3 separate regions of the Mus musculus genome follow, and all the other regions are linked to region 1. The links are chromatin contacts, called in public Hi-C maps. All regions are on one chromosome and are shown on one strand. The core of a region is the stretch at or near the end of the contact, and the rest is flanking DNA. Distances in the headings are between cores, read along the strand shown. Region 1 overlaps Ttll11 (tubulin tyrosine ligase-like family, member 11). Region 2 has its middle 11 kb from the start of Gm13446. Region 3 has its middle 17 kb from the start of Ptgs1.

Evidence for each region. A called contact is a pair of places that touch in the nucleus more often than the background predicts.
Region 2: a Hi-C map of the N1E-115 cell line shows a contact between it and region 1, with 6 times the contacts expected there. The contact joins two enhancer-like sites. A contact is called at or near these places in 1 of 39 promoter capture datasets (neural stem cells), 2 of 15 datasets of contacts at CTCF or cohesin (large pre-B cells and stem cell-derived epiblast-like cells), 3 of 484 Hi-C or Micro-C datasets (the N1E-115 cell line, bone marrow-derived macrophages and nephron progenitors), 19 of 115 datasets of contacts at active chromatin or transcription factors (astrocytes, cardiomyocytes, craniofacial prominence and 13 more) and 5 of 9 other capture datasets (adipose tissue, embryonic stem cells, liver and 2 more).
Region 3: a Hi-C map of the N1E-115 cell line shows a contact between it and region 1, with 15 times the contacts expected there. The contact joins two enhancer-like sites. A contact is called at or near these places in 4 of 484 Hi-C or Micro-C datasets (the N1E-115 cell line, cortical neurons, olfactory sensory neurons and 1 more) and 1 of 9 other capture datasets (embryonic stem cells).

What each region holds. Positions count from the first base shown.
Region 1 is chr2:35,904,587-35,908,166 of GRCm38.p6, forward strand. All of the region lies in intron 3 of Ttll11 (tubulin tyrosine ligase-like family, member 11), which reads right to left. The region is part of intron 2 of Gm35396 (predicted gene, 35396); the gene reads left to right. Among named protein-coding and RNA genes, the nearest start is that of Gm35396, 23 kb to the left of the region's middle. Within about 2 kb of position 1,750, at least 23 of the 459 cell types and tissues checked have an H3K27ac peak or open chromatin away from gene starts, as enhancers often do. A contact at or near this core is called in the N1E-115 cell line, where this site is marked.
Region 2 is chr2:35,568,087-35,571,666 of GRCm38.p6, forward strand. It overlaps a transcript of Dab2ip not described here. Among named protein-coding and RNA genes, the nearest start is that of Gm13446, 11 kb to the left of the region's middle. Within about 2 kb of position 1,840, at least 8 of the 459 cell types and tissues checked have an H3K27ac peak or open chromatin away from gene starts, as enhancers often do. A contact at or near this core is called in the N1E-115 cell line, where this site is marked.
Region 3 is chr2:36,211,589-36,215,168 of GRCm38.p6, forward strand. No RefSeq gene overlaps it. Among named protein-coding and RNA genes, the nearest start is that of Ptgs1, 17 kb to the right of the region's middle. Within about 2 kb of position 1,648, at least 32 of the 459 cell types and tissues checked have an H3K27ac peak or open chromatin away from gene starts, as enhancers often do. A contact at or near this core is called in the N1E-115 cell line, where this site is marked.

The sequences.
Region 1 (3,580 bases), core at 500-2,999:
ACATGTGAAGACAGACACCTTGCTCTCTGTAGCTCCTGGCATGGAAGCTCTCTTCTGAGCCATCCCCAGGAGCAGTGCCCGACTTGCAGGAGAAGTCGATGATGGTCTGGCGCTGGCCTCCCGTCAGCCTTTGCCTTCGCTGTGCAAGCCTGACCCAGGCCACCCACTCTCTAGAATGCACTTATCTCTTTGACTGGCCTATATTTCTAGCTGAAGCTTTTGCCGATTCCTGGGTCTTGTAAAAGATCCTTAACAATGGAGGGACACTTACAGCCTTGATAATGGCTCCCATCAATTGTGTCCTCCACGTCAGCAGGATTCCAGAACAGAACTTCACAAGAGATCAATGCGGGCTCCCTCTCAGGCCCAACCTCCTCACAGCCTTTCCTGCAACAGTGACCTTGACGCTTATGTCATTATTTAATATTCATCCGAAGCATCCACACGCACAGCCTTTACAGCAAACATGGCTGCTATGGACGAACGACAGCCGTGGATCAGCAAGTGAAAAATGTCAAGTTTGCACTGGTGGGTAATTTTTCCCTCTAGAAAGCTTTTGCTAGGCCGATGATACTAACAGTTCAATATATTATCAGAGTGATATTTTCTCCTTTGAATTCAGGGTATGTGCCTTAAATAAATTAAACTACATGGTCAATAGTCTCTGTCATTCATTACAGTGTTAAATATTTCTTCCTCTCTGTGCCAGAGTCATTACAAATCAAGATTATTAATTCTAAGAGAATCGTTGAATTTTCTGAACCAAAAGGATCCTCGGAGACCGACATCATCCCATCTGCTCATAATGCAGAGGGGAGGCTGAGGCTGAGGGAAGGGGCGGGGCCCGCCTGGGGTCCCATGATTGGCTAGCGAGGCAGGTGGGGTGAGAGCCTAGGTCTTTGATCCCACCTCAGGTTCCCTGTGACAATTTTATTTTTGATAAGATAAAATGAAAGACCCGTTTTTCTGATTCCTATAGCAAAGACTTTTTGTTTTGTTTTGTTTTGATTTGTTTTGTTTTGTTTTGTTTCAAGAGAGAGTTTCTCTGTGTAGATCAGGCTGGCCTTGAACTCAGAAATCCCGCCTGCTTCTGCCTCCCAAGTGCTGGAATTAAAGGCGTGCGCCACTACTAATCAGCCAAAGACTTTAATATCTCAGCCATTACTAATATCTGGGCTCTGACCTCACCCTGAACATGGCTGTCTTGGAACTGTGTCTTTGAATCCTGAGCTGTCTGGGATACCCCAACCCCAAATCTTCAGTCTGGGTTCCTAATGTGTTCAAAAGTGCCACAGCCTGGCTCACTAACTGCTCTGCAGGCAGGACCTAAGTGTGACCCCCAGCACCCACATAAGAAAGCTAGACATGGTGGTGTAACACTGTGATTCCAGATCTAGGGAGGCAGAGACAGGAGGAACCCAGGGCTGGCTGCCCACTGGGCTCCAGGCACAATGAGAGACCTTGTCTTAAAACGGGTAAAGAGCAATTGAGAAGGACCGTTGGCTTTGACATTTGACCTCTGACCTCTGACCTCCACACATATGCACATACAAGTGCTGGGTCTAGGAAATGAGGTTGCTATATTTCCAGTCCCCTCAGCCATTACTTTAGCCAAAAAAAAAAAAAAAAAAAAAACAGAATTCCTATCTTCTGAACCTTTCTGGTTTTGCTTAACAGACATCTTTCCACTCAACGACTGAAGCTAAATATAGCTTCTGTCTCTGGGCCCAACCTCACCCTCACCTTCCACTGAAACTCTGACGATTCTGGCTGAAGCCTGAATATGTGATTCTGTCGTGTGCACTGAGAACCACCGGACTAAAGTGAATTAATTAAGCCAAAATAGCATCTGAAGCCACTGTCTGAAATGAAGTTCTATGCCTTAGTGTTGGCCGGAATGTGAGGAAGACGGCTCTTAAACTACAGCTGATGGTATCTTTGGTTTATCCAACTCTGCTGTCGGATGTGAAATCCATTATCTTGTAACTGTATACTCGGATGGCTGAAAGAGATACATAGGGGATGCCGGCTGGCTTGCCTGGCACTCAGGAGGCTTATTGAAAATTTTCTGCACCTTTACTGCCCCCTAGTGGTATTCTGGAAAGGCGTCTGAGAAAGCCTGGCTTTCCAACATTACTTAAGTGGGATATTATTAGCCTGAAAACGGAAGGGAATGATAAGACCAAAACCTTGAGCACTCTGTGCAGAGAAACAAGCCAAACACAAAACCAAAAGGACTTTAGGATCCCACTGTGCAAGGTCCCCAAGAAGTCAAATTCTTAAGAATTTGAAGTGGCAAGAATACAGAAATAGAAGGGGTTGGGGTTGGGGGTGGGGTGGGGTGGTTAGTAGAGTTAGCAATTTAATAAGGACAGAATTTCAGTTACTTAAGGTTTTAAAAATTCTACAGTTGGATTGGGCAATATTTGTACCACTGAACTTTACCCTCCAAAAATTATGAAGCTGATAGAGTCCCTGCACCCAAGCATGTGGGCCTAGGTTCTAGCCCCAGCAACCAGATAAAAAGCTGGGCATGTGGCATGTGCCTATAATGCCAGAATCGGGGTGGGGTGGGCAGCACTGTGACAGGCAGATCCCAGCAGCTCTCTGATTGGCCAGCATAGCGGAAGCGATGAACTCCAGGTAGTCTGGAAAGCTAACACCAAGGACTAGCTCAGAGATTCTTGACAGCAGTCTCTGGTCTCCATGTGTACACACATACGTGTGCGTACATCTATGTGAAAACATACGTGTACCCTCCCTGCCACACAAAAGAAAAAATAGGCAAAGCTGGTAAACTTTTGTTATGTGTGTTTGCACCAATTAGCCTTCGCTGAGTTGAAAGAAGTGTAAACCAGAAAAATCTGGATTTTGGCTCCAGTGTTGCTAGGATATTTCTGCCTGTCATGTGACCATGGAAGGTCACTGGACTTTCTTCTGTGCTCTGCCATGTTCACCTATAAAATTGAGGGTTTACTAGAAGGTCCTGGGGCTCAACCAGCTAACTAGTGCTAAGCAGGGGATTCTCTATTGGAGGCTGTATCACAAACATTCATGGAACCACCAGAGAGATCATGCTGTGCGTTACCATCAGCACACAGGGTGACCTGTGAGCTCAGGGATTTGCACGGGAGATTTATGACGAGTTTGCATCAAGCAGGCAAGGCCTGTGTGAGAAGCAAGGCAGAGCACCTGGAGGGAGGAAGTTCAGCAGCCAGACTAGAAAGCCACAGAGCGTTATTAGCAACAAGGGGAAAGCATGGGGACAAGTTCTGAATTATGATGACACCAGAGATGTCAAAGATAGTTAGAGCCATGTTTTGTCACATTGGAAGACCTACGTTTCATTCTAACAATGCAGGCCATTGGTGTCATGGGAACGGGCTGTGGATCTTCAGGACAAACAAGACTCTGATAGACAAAGTGTGTACTGGGCAGGACACAAGGGACCAGTCCAACAGCTGTGAGGTCTGAGACTCAAGGGAAATTCCAACTCTTGATGTACACAACAATTCCTGAGGCCAGCTAAGACTGAAGCTGCTGTCATGTAGGTGACCCAGGCCAAACAAGAAGGGCAACA
Region 2 (3,580 bases), core at 590-3,089, 340 kb before region 1:
ACAGCAGGAGAGGCTGGAGGGAACCCTGGTGGGGAGAAGCTTCAGCCTGGAGCAGAAGCCTTTAACCTTCAACGGGTGTTCATGGTAACTGTTGGAGTGGGGTGGTGCTGACCTGTGAATTACAGACTACTTTGTTGAGTCCAGCTGGACAAAGATGTCCCCAGTCATGGCCAAATTAAGTACCCCTGTCACGGGGTGGTGGTGCTCCCAACACTCAGGCGGCTATAGGGCCAGGAGAGGGGCTCATGAATTACGGGATAGGTACAGAGAGGGAAGGGAATGAGGGAGGGGGAGGAGAGAGAGAGAGAGAGAGAGAGAGAGAGAGAGAGAGCACCACCCTCACTGTCCTAGAGTAGAAAGGGCTACAGACGGAATGTTTGAGCAGGGAAGGACAGAGTACCAAGCTGTAGCCAGCAACAGTCTAATGGAGCCGCCTCATCCTTCAGTTGACCCTGGGCTCATTAAGATCAAGCTACGGCTGAGGGCCAAGCAAGCTGCCTGATGAACAAAAGAGCTTGTATTTGGAGAGAGGACCATTAGCCAGGACCAAGGGAGGGTTGCAGGGCTGAGGAATGGCTGTGAGGAGCAGAAGCAAGATAAGGAACTGAGGGGTGGGGAGAGCAGTGTCTCAGACTTCAAACCACAGCTCTACCCAGTGGAGATGGTGTTGATGTCCTGCCCTAAGGTGAGAGATGAGAGACCACAGACCACATTCCAGGCTGGGACCAGTCAGCATAGAAAGGACAACGCAGCCTGGAGCACCCTAACCCATGTCCATGTGCTGTGTCTCAGAAGGAACCAGGCTGTCTGGTCTGTGTGTGTGTGAGGGAGACTGGGAGGAGAGATGGGTCATGAAGCTCACAGGCCCCTAGTCTGTGTCTGGTCAGATGAGCTGCCAAATGCAGATCTTGCCTATCACCTTCATTGGCTTTCCAGAGTCCTCAAGATTAATCTCCAGATCTTAAACAGATCTTGAATTGTCCCTAAAGGTCCTTGACAAGTCTGGGTAGCTACTTCCTCTACCTGCAAGGGTCACCAAGTCCAAGCCAGGTTTCAGTCAGGCTGAGTGGCTGACAGCTCCTTAAACAGCTCCTCCAATAATTCCTGTTTATCAGTTCTGGGCCTAAAACACCTGCTTCCAGGCTGGGTGTAGTGGTGTGCGCCTTTAAACAGCACTCAGGAGGCAGAGGCAGGCGGATCCTTGAGTTTGAAGTCAGCCTGGTTGACAAAGTGAGTTCCAGGACAGCCAGGGCTATACAGAGAAACCCTGTCTCAAAACACACACACACACACACACACACACACACACACACACACACACACACACACACACACAGAGAGAGAGAGAGAGAGAGACAGACACAGAGACAGAGACAGAGACAGAGACAGAGACAGAGACAGAGACACACACAGACACAGAGAGACACAGAGAGCCTGCTTCCTCTTCACACGCAGTGCCTAACCCCACTAGCTCCTACTCTGAGTTGGTGTCCCTTTTTGCGCATATCCTCTGGGAAGCTTAGTATCAATAGCAAGAGTGTCGATGGTGTCCACCATGTCAGGAGGCAGCTGTCCAGGGGAAGGGGTGTCTACTATAAGGCAACAGAAAGTGGTAACTGGGGTCACTGGTTAGAAGGTGGTGAGAAAGGACAGGAGGATTTAAATGACACACAGAGAAGTGGATAAGTAGTCAGGGCACAGCTTGTCCTGGCCACCCGGCATGTGCAGGGCACACTGAACTTGTTGGTGCTTGGGAACAGACACTACCAGACAGGTCACGTGGCAACCAGGTCCAGCTGGCTTTGCTGAGGTTCCTCTTAGACTGCCGCAGGGACAGTCAGGTGTTCTGAGGTGGGACCCAGGGAGGCACAGCTTAGTTCACACAGGTCTCATCGGCCTTCACTGAGGAGACATGCGGGGCTGTGAGCGGGAGAGACCTCTTTTACTTACCCAACTCCCAGCAGATCAGCTTCCTTCCAACTGGCGGTTTTCTTCTGACATGGGAGTTCTGAGCTGAATACAGTGGCGATGATCCCAGCCCTTGAGAGGCGGAGGCTGGGGATCAAGAGTCCAAGGTTTTCCTTGTCTACCTAGTTTGATGCTAGTTTGGGCTACATAAGACTCTGTGGTAGGTTGAATAAGAATGGCCCCCATAGGTCCATAGATTTGAATGCTTAGTCACCAGGGAGTGGAACTGTTTGAAGAGATTAGAAGGATTAAAAGGTGTGGCCTTGTTGGAGGAAGTGTATCACTGGAAGGAGGCATTTAAAGTTTCAAAAGCCCATGTCAGGCCCAGTCTGTCTGTCTCCCCTCGCTCTCCCCACCCTCTTTCTGCCTGCAGATCAGGATGTAATCCTTCGCTCTTGTTCCAGTGCTATGTTCCCCACCATGGTAACAATGGACTCAGCCTCTGAAACTGTAAACGAGCCCCCACTTAAATGCTTCCTTTTATAAGAGTTGCCTTGATCATGGCGTCTCTCCACAGCAATAGAGCAGTGACTAAGGCAGACTCAGGCTCAAAACAAACAGACAATTTCCCTCCACATCCTCCCCACAAAATGAGATGAAACAAGAGTTCTGCAGCTTGTCGATTTAAAGAGCTGGTTTTAAAACCTGGGAATGGGGACTAATCCCAGTGCGGACAGGTCAAGAGGACTGTTGAATTCCAGGCCACAAATTCAATAAGAAAGCCTAATCCTGCTGTTCCTGTAGAGATGGAAAGGCAAAGCCTACAGAGACCTGGGTGTGGCCTCAGTCCCCAGGGAGAATGGTGACAAGCCAGTCCACCTCCTGACCCTTCCTGTGGAACCAGGCCACCCTCTGCCGGAAGGATAGTGTTGGACAAATAAGCATCTCAAAGTAGGTTTTGTTAGCACGCAGGATGACAACAGGAGACACTGGCTTCTGAATGGGAAGTGGGTGCAGGGAGGAGGCTCTGTGCAGAAGCTGCAAGCAAAGACCAGAGCTGGGCAGCTGGGCAGCTGGGCACGCCTCATTGAGAGCCTGGTACCCAGCCAAGGCTGCACTGGGTTTAGAATTAGACTCGTGGTTCCATTCCTGACTTTTCTATCTCCTCACTACATCTACTTTGGCCAAACAGACCTCTTCTGAAAAAAGAAAAAACAGTAGCAATCACTTCTGGTTGATTATAAGGGGTTAAAGTGACTGAACGCTTCAAGATTCTTCCCCCTCCTCTCCTCTCCTTTCTCCTCCTCCTCCTCTTCCTCCTTTTCTTTCATAATGAGACAGGGTCTCTTTCTAAAGCCCTGACTGGCCTGAAACGCAGTGTAAACCAGGCTGGCCTTGAACTCTGTCTGCTATGTCTTCCTCTGCTGTGGGGTGCTGGAGATCACCCGCAGGTGCCGCCATGCCTGGCTCAGGATTATTACAGAGTATGAATTCGGGAAGGTTGAGATCCCAGCCAGTCTTCTTATTCACAGTATGACCGGAGCGAATGCCTCACCCTCTCAGCCTCAGTGTCCCCATCTGCACACTCGGCAGCCGCCACTTCCTCCACAGGATGCGATGTGTGGTAAAGTGTTAAAATAGCTAAAATCGGCTCCCATCTATGACTATCATT
Region 3 (3,580 bases), core at 398-2,897, 310 kb after region 1:
ACCGAATTCCCAAGAATCAGAGGCCCAGGGATGTCCAGTAAATGGCTGAGGTCACACAGCAAAATGGTTGTGAAGTAAGATGACCTCCACGCACAGTTGGACCTGGACCTCTCTTTGGCGATTCTGTCTCCCGCCTACTGACATGTTGGGGACCTATCCTGAAGTGCCTTGGTTGGCTGGGCCTAGAGATTCTGATCATGGAGGAACCGGCTCCTCTCCACCCCTGCCCCCCACCCGGGAACCCTACACCGAGGGTAATTGAGATCAGATGCGGCAGTGACCCGAAAAATGCTCCCGGGAACCTGGAAGCATTTATTGTCTGCAAGGGAATCCAGGGCTCTCTCCCTGCTACCCTCCCTCCCTCTTCCCTCTCTCCCTCCCTGCCTCCTCCCCAGGCAGAGCCTTGGGTACTGCCTGAGGTTAGAGCTGGGCCTTGATGAATAGGGCTGCTGAAAGCGAAGTCCAGGCTTCCTCCTTCCTGGGGATATGGTTACAGGGGGCCAGACTTCCTGCCCCTCTGGCATCCTCTCCTTCCAGAGTGGATCTGCTGGCTTTCAGGGTAGGAGCTGAGCAGCTGGCCCAGGTTCAGACAGACTGGAGCTCAAATGTCACCTCCTCAGGGAGGCCCTCCTTGACCACCCCATAGGAACCAGCCCACCTACAGGCAGTCCTTCCTTCTGCTTAGATGGCTAGCAGTTATTTCTTCTGTTTACCTTGCACTCCAGGTAGCTGAGGGAGAGCAAAGGCTTTGCTTTGCTCATGACCATGGATTATAGTTTCTATGCCCACACATATATGCTCAGTGAATACCAACTGGATGCAGCCCTGATACGGGAATGGCTCTCATTGACCTCTGACAGTGGGATGTGACCTTGAACCTTTGCCTCTGACCTCCAGATCCCACATCATGACAACTTCATCCTCCTTTGGTTTCAGGCTCCTGTTTCTGCGGCTTCCTGTTCTACCTGTGTTCTACTGTCTCTGGCCCTGACTTGGGAGCTCCAGGCTGATCTCTGACCTCAGGTTCTGATTGTTGTCTGCCTTGGCTTTCCATTCGACCGACCGACTGTGTGACTCTGGCCAAACCTCTTGCCTTTCCTGAGCCAGCAGGATTCTTCTTCAAACAAGAGCCAACCTGAGAAGCCCAGGATGGATTTGTGACTAGCAAAGGTGGAAGGTGGCAAGGAAGGGGCTGATGCTTGAGTCCCCTGTCCCCTGGTGGTGGCCCTGGACAGTCCTGCAGATCCCTAGTTTTGAAGAACATAGTTTGAAAACCCACTTTCTTGATTTTTTTCCAAAATATTTTTTTCCTCCACGTGTGTGTGTGTGTGATTTTTTTCCTCCACGTGTGTGTGTGTGTGTGTGTGTGTGTGTGTAGAGGACAATTTGCAGGAGTAGCCTTCTGCTGCTCTATGGAGTCTGGGGATTGGACTCGGATTGTCAGGCTTGGTGGCAAGCACCTTTGCCCGCTGATTCATCTTGCTGGCCCCTTCTGTCTTTTTGTGCCTCTGCGGTGCCTTTTCTGAGGGACTGGCAGCAGCATGTCATTTCCTCCTGTCACCAAAGTGAACGGACTCCAGTGTGTGCTGGCCGTAGTGCTAATCATTGCCTCTGTAAGCAGCCTGGCACGGTCACAGGGGTATGGCAGGGCGAGCTGATGAAGCGTTGTCCCTGGGTGCACATTGTCTGGAATTCAGCCCCACCCCTCTGTCTTCCTCATGCTGATCACAAGGCCTGGAACAGTGCCCACAGATAGTAAGTGCTCAGTGAATGTACAGACAGCCAGGGAGGTTTCCTGTATGTGACCTGTGATGAGCTAACAGGCTGTCTGTTACCACCTCTGCATTAACAGTGATCTCAGAAGCCGCACATTTCCATTTGCCCTGGTCTCTTTGCGGGGCTTCCACTTGGGGGAGCCCGGGCAAGCCACCCTCGGGCAGTCGAGCATAGTCCCCTGCTCTGGACACTCAGGTTCTGCTTGTTCCAAGTGCTTGGTACCTGCTGCACGGCTGAGATGCAAATAACAGGACAGTGTGGGGGAGGGGATCGGGAAGCCTTTCCTGGGACGCCTCCAAGGGCTGATGTTAGGGGGGTTTCACTCAAGGGGGTGGGAGAGGGGCAGGAGAGAGTTCCCCTGGAAATGCTAAGGATGTGCACAGATGGCCTGGTGGTGGCTGGGTGAGTGGCCAAGGCAAGGGAGTGATAAGGATGAAGGCAGGTAAGAGAACGGTTTCAGGCTGCTCAAGCAGGTTCCCCAATTCCACTCCAGCAATAGCAGGCCATGCCAGTGTAAAACTGGTCTCAGTTTTACACCATGGGTAGAGTTGGGGGTGACTCAGACAACAAAATGTCTCAAAATCTGTTTCCAGGTTACAGTTCTTAGAGGTGAAAATGTAAATTTCCTAACAAGCCTCACCGCATAGGACACCTGCTCTGGCTAAGCCGTGTGGGAGTCCACTTCTCGTGCCTTTTCCACCGGGCCCTTTGGACTCTGTGCATGCAGGAATTTGTTTCCTAGAGGCCCTGGCAGAGGTCCTATTCCAGTTGTACCAGTGGTTTCTCCAGCCTGGCTAGCAGGAAACCTCCTTTTCCAGCCTGCCTTGCCTGAGCAGACACGAAAAAGGTGGCCTATGCTGCCACCTGGTGGTCACTTCGGAATACTGTCCTGTGTAGGGGAGTTTCCCCTGCAATGTTGCACTAAGGACTTTTACTGAGGTATCGACTCTGTCACGTGGCTTGCGTTTTGTTTTTCCTAGGCATGGGTATTCAGAACCCTGGCTGTGTGTGCAGAAGCCTGAAGTTCATAATCTGTTCTTCCTTTCTCTGCATTTCAAATCCAGACTGTGTGGAAAATGTAAAAGAGAAACTCAGTATCTTTTCTATCCAAGGGTTAAACAAGACACATTTCATTTAAAAACAAATGGAGAGAAGCTACTTGGCAGAAAGTCAAATTCCTTCCATGTCAGCACTTCTTTTCTTAATTTGGGTTTGTGTTTGTTATGTGTGTGAGTGTTTTGCCTAAAGCTTGTCCGTGCTCCTGATGCCCAGGAAGGCCAGAAGAGGGCGTCAGATCCCTTAGGACTAGAGTTTCGGGTGGTTGGGTCTCTCTGTGAAGGTTCTGGAAGCCATGTTTCTAGCCCCAAGGTCAGCACTTCTTGAAATGAAAAATATGTGTACTAGGTGCTCAAAAATCACATCCCGATTGTCGGCTGTGACACTTTAAGAGAGCCATTATGTAAGGATGTGAGGTGGACCCCATTTGCACCAGCAGGACCCACACTGGATGCACCCTCTGCACAAATCAAACTTACTGCCCTGCTGAAATACTTGTGATTGTGTGGTTATTTTCTGGGGACCCCAGACCTGTTAGGCAGCTATGGAATGCATCTCCTGCCATCCATCTTGTAAGACCAGCTCAGCTCCAGGCCCATCTTCCCCTGCTCCCTGCAGGCAGCCCTGGCTGGGCAGTACCTCATAGTGGTCCAGGCCCACGTTCCAGTTCCTGACTCCCACATTCAGAGCCCACTTTTGTTATTAGGTGCTCTGTGACCTCAGTCAGGTTGCTTGACTCAGTGCCCTA